2 separate regions of the Sus scrofa genome follow, and region 2 is linked to region 1. The links are chromatin contacts, called in public HiChIP or PLAC-seq maps. All regions are on one chromosome and are shown on one strand. Each heading gives the region's core, a stretch centred on a gene start, on an enhancer-like site or on the middle of the called end of the contact. The rest is flanking DNA. Distances are from core to core; before and after follow the strand shown. Region 1 holds the start of DNAJC7 (dnaJ homolog subfamily C member 7). Region 2 holds the start of CNP (2',3'-cyclic-nucleotide 3'-phosphodiesterase).

Evidence for each region. HiChIP or PLAC-seq counts read pairs in DNA pulled down with a chosen protein or histone mark.
Region 2: a contact with region 1 is called in an H3K27ac HiChIP or PLAC-seq map of skeletal muscle. The contact joins the promoter of CNP here to the promoter of DNAJC7 in region 1. A contact is called at or near these places in 2 of 5 promoter capture datasets (fetal liver and liver), 25 of 47 Hi-C or Micro-C datasets (alveolar macrophages, blood, brain and 12 more) and 2 of 2 datasets of contacts at active chromatin or transcription factors (alveolar macrophages and skeletal muscle).

Annotation. Positions count from the first base shown.
Region 1 is chr12:20,724,511-20,727,275 of Sscrofa11.1, forward strand. DNAJC7 (dnaJ homolog subfamily C member 7) reads left to right here and starts at 1,427. Exons shown (of 15, transcript XM_003131409.5): 1 at 1,427-1,589. The coding sequence starts at 1,513.
Region 2 is chr12:20,764,232-20,766,996 of Sscrofa11.1, forward strand. CNP (2',3'-cyclic-nucleotide 3'-phosphodiesterase) reads right to left here and starts at 1,424. Exons shown (of 4, transcript XM_003131420.5): 1 at 1,244-1,424; 2 at 1-28. The coding sequence starts at 1,246. It overlaps TTC25 (tetratricopeptide repeat protein 25), which reads right to left. Exons shown (of 12, transcript XM_021066990.1): 12 at 1,857-2,765.

The sequences.
Region 1 (2,765 bases), core at 177-2,676:
CACTGGCAAATGGGGCAGGTGGTCCGAGTCTGTGCCTTCCCAACCTAGCAAAAAGTAGGCACTTTAGAGAGGGCTGCTGAATGACTGGCTGGATGAACGACTTTTCTCTTCCAAAAACCTGAGCCTCTCCCATCCTCTGTTCCCCAGGTGCTAGGTGTGATTTAGCTTCCTCAGCACTGTGATAGGCAGGGGCCATGCAGGCAACTTACCAACAATGGCACAGACTGTTTTACTGAAGAAGGGGGATAAATCCTTTTTAAATTCCCTTGAGCCCCTCTTATTTTAGTATCCATTAACTCTAATTTTTTTTTTAATCTTTTTTTAGGGCCGCACCCACAGCATATGGAGGTTTCCAGGCTAGGGAACCTACACCACAGCCACAGCAACGCCAGATCTGAGCCACCTCTGCGACCTACACCACAGCTCAGGGCAACGCCAGATCCTTAATCCACTGAGCAAGGCCAGGGATGGAACCTGTGTCCTCATGGATGCTAGTCAGATTCGTTTCTGCTGAGCCACGACGGGAACTCCAGTACCGGTTAACTTTAATTTTTAACTTCAAACTCCCCCAATTTAACCTCAGGAAACCCCAATACAATTCAAGGCCACAAATATTATTGGTTTGAGTGAAGGGAGTTGCTAAAAAGATGATCAGGCTGTGTCCTTGCCCTCTCTGAGTTCCCGATCCAGACTGCATTTGACAAGACAAGCGTGCTGAGCAGGGAGTTTACATAAGGGTTGAGAGCAATGGGGACACTGTGGAGAAGGGACCTCACCCCGTGAGCTGCCTTATAAACTCCAGAGCAGAGTCTGGGGCCCCATGCCACCCTCCCTAGGTTTAATGCTGAGATGGCACTCCCGGAGGCTGACATGAAAGCAGCCTCATCAAAGGGTCAGCGTCATTAGGGTGATGAACCAGTTGGTGCTTGGAGATCCAGAGGGGATGAAAGGCGCGGTGTGAAGACGCCCTGCGTTCCTCTGGCTTGGTTGGGCAGGGCTTCTAGGGGCCGATGAACGCTGGGGAAGAAGGACTCAAAGTGTCTCTTCTTTCCTTTCGTGAAGGAAGCTGTGGACACACTCTCAAGGTCGAAAAGATAGTAGTGGGGGGGGGGGGCTCTTTCCCTCCAGGTCACAGGATCCCTACCCAGTCCGACTCTCCGAGCCTCACGGGAGACTCTCTAGGATTGGAAGTTGTTATGGCAACGAGGCTCTCAGAATACTGAGAAAAGCCAAAGCCTAGAGAGGAGACAGCAGCCTGTATCCCTCGTCCGACCCAAGGGTAAAGTGGCGCCCCCTACGCACAGGAACCGTCTCTGGGTCCCCGCCCCAGGGCGGAGACCACCGTGGACCTCCGAGGGCGGGAGGCCGCTCTGGCCCCAAGCAGAGCCTCTCGCTGGTAGACGGGCCCGAGGGAACCCCTCTGGGCGCAGCGCCGCCGAGCTGCTCGATGGTCCGACCGGAAGTGCTCTTCACCGCCGGCCTCCCACCCGGCTCTCTGGTCCCGGCGGTAAGATGGCGGCTGCCGCGGAGTGCGATGTGGTAATGGCGGCGACCGGGCCAGAGCTGCTCGACGACGAGGAAGCGAAGAGGTAACCGGGTGGCAGGGTAGGGGAACGGGCGAGCTTAAGCTCCGTGGCTCCGGGAACCCCGTCCTTGCCGTGGTGCAGCCCCTGTCGAGGCGATGCCCCGCCCTCCGAGACCCCCCCCCCCCAATCTGGGCTCGAGTCCGGATGGACCCCCTGAAGGGGCGCTCTCGGAGGTCGGCCCTTCCCTCCAGCTTCCGCCTGGCTGGGGAGCTGAGGCTCGGCCTTGTTTCCCCAGCAGAGAGGAAGGTCGTCCTCATTGCAGAGGCCAGGTCTCTGAGGGGATCTGGGAGGTTTGTTGCGGGGTGGGGGAGGCGGCGCAGTGGTGATGACGACTTCTTACATCGCCCCCGACCCCCTCCTCCTCTTGCTAACTTCTGCACATTGTTGTCTATCAGCACTTTGCATCGCCAGAACCCTCTTTTCTCTCTCCCTTTCCTCCGTAGTTATACCCCAGCGAGTACTAGTCTGGCCCGAGGTGATTGTGTGTCTTCATTATTGACCTGGTGGCCCCTCGGTTGCCCTAGAAGTTGAAGGTGATAAAGAAGGGTGAGGGGCTTGTCTCATGGTCTGCACGCCCAGCCCCCCGTCCCCCTCCGTCCTTCCTAAGATCCTCATTTTCCCCAGGACTATTTCTTAAGCAGCAAGAAGGAGGCCAGCTGCTTGGGCGCTGTTGGCGCTGCTGGGCAGCCGCAGTGGCTCGAGATTGCCAGTCCGGACTAGCCAAGGGAGCTGCTGAGTGAGTGGTTTTCGAGAACACTCTGGGTTTTGGCTACAGCTAAAGCAGGTTATTGGAGTGGGGTTGGAACACAGTTGTGGGTAGTCATACTTGTCCTAATGCTGGAGCGGAATTCACGAAAAGGTTCTGGAAGTTTGGAGCCCTTTCCTTATCAGGCGCAACTTAATTGACTACGGTTCCCTCGTTCTCCTTCCTACTTATTGCATATCTTTATATCAAGCCCATATGGCTTCAGTCTGGGTGGTTTCAGGTGGTGCGTAGTTCATGAGATCTGCAGTCAGGATTCTGAGGGGTATTTTGTTTGTTTGTTTGTGTGTTTTTACTGTCCAGGTTTGAAACATAAGGGGTGCTCAGGGAGGCAGATGAATAGTTACCAAGTTTAAGGATGGTTATTGCAGTCAGTGTCCCAAGTTCCTGACCTCTTGGAAGCCAAGAGCCTCACA
Region 2 (2,765 bases), core at 174-2,673, 40 kb after region 1:
TTTGGCTCTTTCGGGAGAAGCCTCTATTCTGTGTGAAGAAGGGAAGACAGGAGTCAGCCAGGTCACCGCCAGCCTTGCCCCCTTGCCTCTGGCCTCGTTCTAACTGGGGGGGCCCTGCTCCTGGGCGCAGCCCTGATTGACAGGCACCCCCGGGGTGCTGCGGGCACCGTCCCAAAACGTGGGGTGCTGGTCCTATTCTCCTAGGTCTTTGCAACCTGATGGCTTCGGGTTGTGCAGCTTGGAGAGGAGCACTTGTCTGGGTCTGAAACTCCTACTCGAAGATCACTCGCTGCCACCACTTCCAAAGGAAAACTGCTGGAAGTGCATGCAGGGGAGGGCCTGAAGCCTGCGCTCTTGGGAGCGGACCCTAACTTTATATTCCTGGCACCTACTAAGGATGACCTCTTTGGAGGTGGTGGGGGGCTCTACGTCTGGGCAAAGCCACAGCTGCCCTGGCTCTGAGTGCACAGAGGAGGGTGGGGGTGGAGAAGGGTGACCCCAAGCCCGCCTCCCTTCCCCCAACAATGCCAGCAACAAATAATACTCTCTTGTCTGGGATGGGGGGGGACAATGGTCCCACAGAAAGGCTGGTGGGGGGCAGGGCAGGAGAGCACTGGACAAAGGGCTTCATTCAGCACCCCTGCCACCTCCTCCTCTGCCCTGGTTCCCCCCCACCAAAGTCTTGGTCTTTGTGCCTGCCCCAGGACTGGGCGGTACTGGACACCTGTGTCCAGGGTCTAGCTCTGCCCACCCCTTGCTGTGTGTCAGCAGCACCTCTCTGAGCCGCTTGTTTTCCTGCCAGCAAAAAGCCACAGGTGATAGTTTTTACTGTAAGCCGCCTTCTCCTCTCAATCGGGAGGCCCCACCTCCCGCCAGTCCCCTGCGAGCTCAGCTGGCGTACGTTTATCTCCGATGAGGCCCCGAGCAGGGGAGCGCGCCGCAGGCCCACCCAGCGTGGGCCCAGCGTGTTACCTGAGCCCACCGGCCTCCCGCGTCTGCCCCGGGGCTGCTGCCCGATTCCCTTCCTCTTCCAGCGCTGTCCCCACTCCCCGACTCTCCCCGCGTCGCAGCTACCTCCGGGCTGCACCGGACTGCCGAGAAAACCCCAACTCCACTCCGGAACCACGCTCCTCATTTGCATGCCACTTCCTCCCCCAGTCGCCCAGCGCTCCCCTTCTCCACTAAGGTGCTATCCTGGCCCGGTCCGCTCGCTCCCCTCCCGGCCCTTCCCGCGCCCGCTCACCATGATGAGGAGGAGGCGCCGCGGTCGCCGCCTTCGCAGCACTGGCTCTCCGGGGCCGCCCGCCCGCGCGGAGGGACACGGAGTCTAGCGGTGGCGCGTGGCCACGCTCGGCCGCCTTACATAGCCCGGGGGCGGAGCGCCCGCGGGCGGGACGGGGGTGGGCCGGCTCCGGCTCCGGCCCCCTCTGCGCAGGCGCGGCGAATCGAAACTCGAAACTGATTCGGCAGGGGGTGGAAAGGACCCCGCTCCCGTGCGCTCGGGCTGTGGTGCCCCTGTGCCTCAGTCAAGCAGCTGCGCGGCGGCCGGGGACCAAGGTGGAGGCGGACGGCTGGTGTGGCCTGTTTTTCTTGTAGGAGTTACGGACAAACACCTTGAAGGAGACAGTCACCCTCCTCGGTCCCGCACGGAAATTGGGTCGAGGCGAGGAAGGCAGGGTCTTCCAAGTGCAAGGCTGAATCCTGTCTTTAAGTTTTGATATCGTACTCATCATCACTTTTTGCATGAATTTTTTTCAGCACGCAGAAGTTCCCAGTCGAGGGCTATAACCCTCGCTACAGCAGTGGCGATGCCTGGCCCTTAACCTGCTGAGCCACTAGGAAACTCCAGTTTTTGCTTTTTTTTTTTTTTTTTAACCATATTGCATTAAAATAGTTTCTCTTTTCTCAGTGAGTTTTTTTGGACCCTACATTACTTAAAAGTTGCATTCGAAATGACTCATTTGCCTCCCCCTAGCCTCAGCCTAAAGTCAGCCTCTGCCCCCACCAACCCCAACACTTCAGGAATTGTGGAGATGGGATTAGGATGGCAATGGCCAAAGGGATAGATGAATAACGTGAAATCCTAACTCACCCTCTGAGGCAGCTGCTCAGCCACCCCCTCTGTGAAACCACTGAAAGCTGAGGTGGGTTTTCAAGAGCTTCCTGTGTACCAGGTGCTGTGCTAAGTACCCATATAAACCTCAGGTGTGAGAAAACAGCCTTGCAGACAACGGTTTACTTGACTATATGGTGGCGGGAGGCGGGATCAGCTGCAGCTCCTACTCCCACAGTCCTGGGGCAGACACCTTCCTTCTCCCTCTGGGTCCTAGAGCCCAGCGTCCCACCAGCACCAGCGTGCATTTCATTCGGCTGTCCAGGCTTAGGGGTTTACAAGTAGGCTGCCTTCACTATGTGATGGATGAGAGGTCTCATCCTTATTTCTTCCAGAAAGCCTCCCACAGTCCTCTGCACACAGTAGGTACTCAGCAAGATGAACCAATGGCCAGCAGCTGGGCAGATGTACCTCTACTCCCAGGCCTTTCTCTGTCCTCCCCTCCTTAAGGGTTTTGAGTTCCTTAGAGCTCACCCATTTCTTCATTCTCCTGAAACTGTTCCTTCTTCTTCCTTTTTTTTTTTTTTTTTTTTTTTTTGGCTTTTTTAGGTCCAAATCTGTGGCGTATGGAGGGTCCCAGGCTAGGGGTCAAATTGGAGCTGTAGCAACACCAGATCCGAGCCATGTCTGGGATCTACACCACAGCTCACAC